Regions from separate parts of the Manis pentadactyla genome. Here region 1 is linked to region 2. The links are chromatin contacts, called in public Hi-C maps. All regions are on one chromosome and are shown on one strand. The core of a region is the stretch at or near the end of the contact, and the rest is flanking DNA. Distances in the headings are between cores, read along the strand shown.

Region 1 (4,007 bases), core at 148-2,647, 240 kb before region 2:
CCAGAAACTGTGCTATCATGTTTTATATATTGATTTATATATACATACGAACCTTGCGATATTTCTTATTGCCATAAATAACATGCACCTTGTCTGAGGTATGCACTGTTTTAGTCCCTGGAAATTCTGAAGAACTGCTGTAATTCTATGACAAAGTTCTGTTAAAGGTAGAAAACGTTAAGCTAGAGATGATGAAAGAGGCAGATTTATGAGCCCGTCCCATTTAGCTATGGTTTTATTTACATCTTTTAAGCTAAGCAGATTTAGGTCTGATTAATTCTGATATGAGAGGTCTCCTGGGAAGCTCAAGGGGGGTTACTTTAAGAAGGGTCTGTCAGCATCTAAGTGTGGGCTGCTTTTCCATTCAGTATTATTAATGTAACAATATAAACTACTCCATAACCCAGGGTGCTAGACCTGTCAGATTTCTTCATTTTTCTAAATCAAATTAAATCTGGCTCCCGAGCCGCCATTCAGCAAAGTCAAAGCATCTAACAGTGGTCATTTTTCAGCTGGTCCACCTCTACTCTTGGGCTAGAAATGACGAGGTCAGGGCCTGCAGCCAGAGCCACACGAGCCACACAGAACTTTCTGCTGCCACTCGCTGAGTCCCCACTGGGCTTCAGGCTCTGCTTGGCACCGAGCTGTGGAGATGTCACTGCATTCCCAGGGCTCCTCGGCTGGCTAAGGGCAACCTCCCTGTGGGTCGGTGGCCATGACTCTTCGTGCTCACGCAGCTACCTCCCGTTTGCAACTCTGTCATTTCAGAGGCAGTGAATGGAAGCCGGAGCCAGATCATCACCTCTCTCAGCACCTGGAGCCCCATCTCCTCTCTGGGGGTTCAGTGCCCCACATCCCAGTTGGTCCACTGACTTCTTTAATCCTTGAGACCCCGAAGTCTCTGTCTGCTCCCCCCAGGGCATGATCCAGTTAACACTGGTTGCTAGGACATATCCCCCTTTCCGCCTCTTGGTCTATAAGGCAAGGAGAGGACACCAAAAACACATTGCAACAAAAATATCTCAACAGTTCGGTGCTCCTCCCTCTCAGTGAAGACAAAACCAAAAATAATTACCAGCAGGGCATTTAGAGAGCTGACAATTCTGTTTTCTCTACCTGATACATACTGGCCTAGTGGCTCAATCACATTCTGACTGAGATCATTTTCTGATGCTTACTCAGATCATCCTCAGTGAGCATCTGAATAAGGCCCAGCTTGAATAAACATCATCACTGTGGTGCCTTTCCCAGTCACACGATTCCTTGGAGAAAACTCTGAGCAGCTGGTAGTGCCCATCATGAGGGAGGAGTGGGCTGGAGCTTAGGGAGCCCCCAGGAGGGGTGACTGATCTCCAAGGAGGCTCTGAAATCAGGCCCTCCACTTCTTTGTTTGTTACAGATGGAGCACCCGAAGGGCTTCTCTGACCAACGGACAATTGTGTCTGCCATCCTCAGCGTGCTGTCACTCAACCTCCCCACAGCACCCCTGCTCAGAGACCACTGGCTTCTGGGCACACAGAAGGTGCCCAAGCCCCTGTGCGGGAAGGACCTGGCAACCAAGTGCCTTGATATTCCGATGCCCTCGGATGGGGATAGCACCAGCACATCATCCCAGGAGGTGGTGCAACATGGCAGCTGAGAGACTAGGAATGGCCACCTTTCCCCCCATACCTTCTGGAGGGGCATGTGGCTGTCCTGTGAGGAAATCATGGAAGAACCAGGTAGCCACCTCACCCCAGCTGCCTGAATTTTTCTCCCCAAGAGATCTTACACAGGCAAGAACTCGTGGGAAGTATATGGCATTCCCCCACACCCCAGGGGGCCCCGCCCCCAGGCTCGGCATCACTCCCCTCGGTGTTGTGTCTCTTCTCCATAGGACTCCCTTCTGATAAAAATCAAAAGTCCATCTGGCTTGTCTTCTCCAGATGTGCTGGTTTAAACTAGCATTACCTTTATAGGGTTTCTCTTAGACTTTTAACATTTTGAGAGTTTCCCTTTATTGAGCTAGCATTAGAGATGAATATTATAGGAAAAGCCCTGGCTGTGCCTAGCTGTGTCCTTATAGAACAGCTTCATTTCTACAGGCCTTGGTTTTCTCGTTTGCAAGATGAAAGGATCAGAGCAGATCACCTTTAAACCCCTTCCTCCCCTCGAAAAGCGTTTTCTTATTCCAAATACTATTGTTGCACTTTAAAAGGTAGGGGAACAGAAGCCCAAAGAGGGTAACTAGATCAGGTAAGGACGTCCTTAAAGAGCTGAAGACAGACCCTCTCTGGTCATCCTCTCCGCACATGTGGCAAAGTGGGTCCTGGGTCACACACAGTAGGTAATTTGCAGTCCTCAGCTTAGGAGCAGGTGCACTGAGGACACCCCTCCTTCCTGCCCAAAGCACTCAAAGGTCATCTGGTGGTGAAGTTTTTCTAAAGCCCAGAATCATGTACAATTTGTGATTGCTACTTCTTCCGATTTGGGCTAAGGGGAAAAGGAGATGTAATAGGAATATAAATGTGTGTGTATTTGTCCTGATATTTATTATTGTGCTACTTAGCACAGGTCCAAACCCAGTCTTAGAAACAAGTTGGAGCCATTCAGACCAGTGGTAGAGCACCAGCAATAGGCATTGCCTGACACTAGGATCATTCTCTTCCTAACGCGGGAAGCTGGACCGTTTCCCTGTGTGGGCACGCCCAGGGGAACATCTTCACGATCAGGAGTTGAGAGAGAAATTAATCTTGGATGACTCATGCCTCTGCGGCTCATTCCTCCACGCACTGTTTACTGCTTTCAGCGAGAGATCTATTACCTGCCTTCTGCATGCTGGGCAGGCGCGGTGTTTGGGGATGGGGATGGGCGAAGTTTGCAGCCTTTCTGAGGAAGCCGTCCATGCAGTCACACCTTACCTGTGTTCCAGCAGCAAGGTGCCGAAGTTCCATTGAACTCAAACCACCAACCGAGAGAGATGAGAAAGGACTGCTGGGATTTGCCACGGTGCAAGGCCCACGTCACCCCATTCTCCGACGTGGAGAGAAGCGGTTGAGGGAGAAGGCTCTCCTCCCACACCCTCCCTCGGGGCTTGTGGCAAGTAGGTGGGTTTGATAACACATTTGGTCACCACTGACTCGGGCCTCGAATCTAAACAGTTCTGTGATCTGCTTTTCCTCTGAGCCCCACGGGGTGACACACATTCCCTCCCGAGCTCTCATTCCTATACAGAAATGCCAAAAAAAAAGGAACAGCAGGGACAAAGAAAATTCACAGACCAAAAACCACCAACAGCTCTAAGCCACTCTTGTTGCCAAGTAACCATGTTGAAAATCTCAGGTTTTCCTTCCCCCACCTCCCCCCAATAATTTGTTTTGTAAAATAGAAGGGACTGAAGGAGAGAGGGGTAAGGAAAAGAAACAAAACTGCTTGTTCCAAAATGAGAGAAGGAACAAGAGAAGCAAAAGAATAAATAGCAAAGTTATGTCCCTGCAAGGCTTCACGAAAAGTGGGTGATTTCTTCTCCAGTCTCCTGAACGGTATTTACAGTCAATCACGTTTACTTGATAACACGGTGGGTACTGAGCAGAGAGAGCTGTGGGGGGTGATAACAGAGAACCCCCAGTTAAGGGATGCTCCTGGCTGGGCTCAGCTTTGTGTCCTTCCCCATTTCTCTCATGTCATGAGGCTGTTCACCTCTGACCTCCTCCTTCGGGTTTGTTGGGTTCTTTGGCTGTTCATGTGAGGGCTCTTCCTCCGGTTTCTGACAGAGACCCTGTGGTTATCGCTGGGAGCCCCGTTCGCGTACATTGGACTTGAATTCATCAGTTTCCTCCTGCTACTCACGGACCTCCTCCTGTTCACTGGGAACACAGGCTTCGGCCTCACACTGACCACCTTGGCCACTGTTTCCTCCATCTCGTCAGGCGAGCACTTCTGAAGTTGAAGAGGAGGGTGGGTGTCCTCCGGGCCTTTGAGGCACCAGCCGGAAGGCATGAGTCACTGTCCTGAGTGGGGAAAGAAGA
Region 2 (3,827 bases), core at 454-2,953:
GAATTGCAGAAGATCAGAGAGAGGTCGGACGTGATGGTGACGGCCCCTCCGGCGGTGGCCACCCCGAGCCCCACGGCCGATGCCACAAGCGAGACCCCCAGGGTGACGGGGCTGAGGGAGAGCCCCACGATGGCGGCCACGGCGCCCGCGGCGCTCAGCGAGCTGCCCGCTACGTTGGCCGCCAGGGAGCGCCGGCGGAGGCGCTCGAGGCGCCGGGCCACTTCGCGCAGGCGCAGCAGCTCGCCGTGCAGTCGCCCGCGGCGGTCCAGCAGCAGCCCCTGGAGGCGCCGCAGCGCGTCAACGCCGCGCAGCTCCCCGGCTGCCCGCCGCTCCATGCCCTGCGGGGACACGCACACGCGTTAGCGGAGTCCCGGAGCCCGCCCGCTGCTCGCGCCGCCGCCCGCGTACGCAGACGTTAAACGAAACAGCTCCCGCCTCGCTAGGGGAAACGGGTCACTGTGCAGGGAGTTGTGTGTCAAGTTCTCCGAGACCAGTTCTGTCCTCTGGGACAAGTCCCAGCAGTTCTCAGGACCTCAATCTGCCTCTGCCGATGGGTGTGACGCCATCGTCCGCTTTTCTCCCAGGGAACGCGAAGGATGGACTTAATTAACTGTTAAATAAGATGTAAACTCAGCGAGGAGGGAGGGGTGGCATTAGAAGTCTAATGCGACATTGGGGCCTCTGCTCTGAAATGTAACACTTTTATCAAGTGGTAGATGGGCCCAACTTACAAAGCCCTTTCCATACGTGAAGACTTGGATCGTAAGAGTTTGCAATAGTTTTGTTTTCTCTCTGACGAATGAAAAGACAAGTCACCAAAAACAAAAATCATACTGTCTATGGAATGTAGGTAACTAAGGTACTTGCCTGAAGCGAATCTTGTTATTCTTCCAGGCTCTTACCTTAGAATCAGGCCTGAAATGTTGTCTGTGCTATTTATCCCAACTAGAGTCACTTGGGGTCTTCAGAAATCTCACTTTCTGATGGGTGCTTAATAAAACTAAATTACATTAATACCACTATAACTCTCTAAATGAAAGCTTCCTTAAAAAATGACTAGCAGTTGAATAAAATTAAGTGGCCAAAATTTTGTTTAACAACTCACTGAGGGCTGCCTTTACCAAGCTGAATGGAAGCCACCAAAAACGACTAAGGAAGAAAGAACATCCTGGAGTAAAAGCACATCCTGATTGCCAAATATTCCCGCCTTCAGTACAGTATCCACTATACTCCTCATCTTTAGGAACCTCTTTAAAGTGTAAAAAAAAAAGCCATAGAAATAGAGCATTTCAGTACTGTGAGATATCAGGGCAGAAATCATTATTCTCATCTTTAAGATCAGGACATTGACAGTCACATTCTAGATGCAGCTGATTCACAGACCCCAGTCTAGAATCTTGGTCTCCCAACTCCTAGGTCTTAATTTTACTTGCGTGCCTCCAGAATTGACCCACCAGTGATAAATTTCCAACACCGCTTAGCAAAATGAGAAAAAGTCACTGAAAATGTAAGGATATCACCCCTGTATTAGAAGTCCAATGACTACTTTGAGACTATCCCTCTAGGCTCCCCACTTACCATTCACTTCTGGCTATCTCCAGGATAGAAAAACCTGAGGCTGTTTCTGGATGAACCTGCTTTATAGATCCAGAGAACCAATGACTGCCCTGGGAAAGCCTTGTCTCATTCTGAGAATTTGCCGTTTCCTGTCCTGGCCCCCTGCTGCCTTCATCCAGAAGGATGTGACATGATGGAAAATGACCTGCCAGCCACACAGCACATCCCGTATTGAGGAAATGAACATTGTGTGTTCGCTTTTCCCCCAACGCAGGAAAAGAACCACAGGCTCTTCCCCAACTTGAAAAAGTGTTGTCATTCTCCCAGGCGGCAAACCTGCCTTTCCTCTCCTGAGAATAACTAATGACGTTATAGGGGAGGACAATCCACGCATCCGGGACTGACCAATTATAGCGTTTCTCAAGAGGCCACCATTACAAAGACATTTTTTAAAAAGCAAAAGGAGGGAGTAAACTGTTATGTCTGATGTAGCCACTCATAGTCCATTCCTGCATTTTTAAAAGCACTGTGAGTCTGTGAGCAGTAGAAACGTGACTCATTCAGGGTGGAGCCTCAAGAACGCGAGGCCACACCCACAGGAAGTGGTGCGTGCAGCTTGGGGCATCTCCAGCTGTGTAGATAGTGGAGGTCTCAGAAAGGGCACATTGCAGGCCAAACGCGCCAGAAAAATCAGTGGGGTCATGCTCCACAAGGAGCTAATTATACACTTTCAACGGCCATGGGGATTTGGCTTCCAAAGATTGTCTTTTCAAGTAGCAGTTGTAGCCCACGCAATAGTTAAATGAATGGATTCTATCCCCAGGTTAATAACCTGGATAATAAAGGAGGGAACAACAGTACAGTATCTGTGGACGCTTTCTGGGGCATTCGATAGGTGGTTGGAGCTCAGCCTGGAAGCCTCCTACCACAGGGCCCCGAATACATCATCCTTCATCTAACACCCTCACCTTCAAATAAGGAAGGCCAAATTGGTTTTCCACCTAAATGATTATCATCTCAACTCTGATTCATCAGGAAATTCTTCACAGCCATATCTTTCTGGAACACAATTCAGTGCCCCCACCTTAAGAACTACATTTATCACATTTATCAACATAATGCCATTTGCTTCTACTCATGGCCATGGTCTTTATGAACTTGGTTTTTCTAAATCTGGTCCATGTCCAAATATTCAGGTTACAGATCCTCAAAGAATAAATAAAACCTTAGTTAAGATGCCTTCATTATTATCTACCTATGCTTTGAGATAAGTGGGAAATGTCTTCCTCTGTCCCCATAGACACAGTCACTCCAAATGGGATGTGGACTGAACCTTAATTCATTAGCTCCCGTATGTTCCTTCAACTTCCCTGGACATTTTCTCAGGTGTTTTAGACTTAGAGGAACACAATTAAATCTTCACTTTGTGGATGAGGAATTTTTCTGGGTACAGGGAGATCATCACCTTCAGAGCATCAGTAATCGTAACACAGAACCAGAAGAAATAGAAGGTATAGGGGAATGGACAGCATGATACCTCAAATTATTTACAAATACGGACACTTGAATGCAACACTTTGAGCTCGGCATTTATTTACTTTCATATACTTAAGCATAATAAGAAACTTGAGAAATATTTGAAGAAACTTTTCGGTGGTTCCCCCTACAGTCTGTGGACTGCATCCCTCAACTTCTATTCTAAATGGTTTTGGGGGCCCTTTTAACACATCACCCCAGAGAGACCACACTGAAAATGGTGTTAACCTTCAGATTAACCTTTAGGTTAAACCCATAATGCAGTTAAACCCTACCATTAACAGTACTAGCTTGAATTCTGAGTCCTGAAACCATAAGGAAATACAATGCAGGAATGAAGAAAGGAAGAGAGCTTTTTAAGCACAATCCTGGAGTCTAACTCAGGGGGGTTGGAATGGGGTCTGGGAAAATGTAGGTGATTTTGACCTGCAGCTGGGGTTGTGAACCACTGTTCCATAAGCTGTGAATTTTCTGACCACTGGTTACACGGCAACAGAAATAGTAGGGCTAGTTTACAGCAGTTAGGAATTTATAAAGTTACTAACCAGCCCTTAGTTTAGGGCCCCTAGTTAAAACTACCACATTTTAAAGATAAAGTGATAATTATAATCAGGATCTCCCAGAGATCTAGAGAGGCTGGACCACCTCCATTTTTTAAGGCTCTTGGTGAATTAACAAATGAAGAATTTCTAAAACAAGATATAAAAGATTGTGGTTTATTTCTTTTGATTGCC

The links. Hi-C and Micro-C count contacts between places; a contact is called where the count stands out from the background.
Region 1: a contact with region 2 is called in a Hi-C map of fibroblasts, with 7 times the contacts expected there. The contact joins the promoter of GSG1 here to the promoter of APOLD1 in region 2. A contact is called at or near these places in 2 of 3 Hi-C or Micro-C datasets (fibroblasts and skin fibroblasts).

What each region holds. Positions count from the first base shown.
Region 1 is chr14:70,607,774-70,611,780 of mManPen7.hap1, reverse strand. GSG1 (germ cell associated 1) reads left to right here and starts at 1,397. Exons shown (of 8, transcript XM_057491669.1): 1 at 1,397-1,724; 2 at 2,915-2,957; 3 at 3,751-3,908. The coding sequence starts at 1,400.
Region 2 is chr14:70,372,875-70,376,701 of mManPen7.hap1, reverse strand. It overlaps APOLD1 (apolipoprotein L domain containing 1), which reads right to left and starts at 1,703. Exons shown (of 2, transcript XM_036909500.2): 1 at 1,579-1,703; 2 at 1-338. The coding sequence starts at 1,581.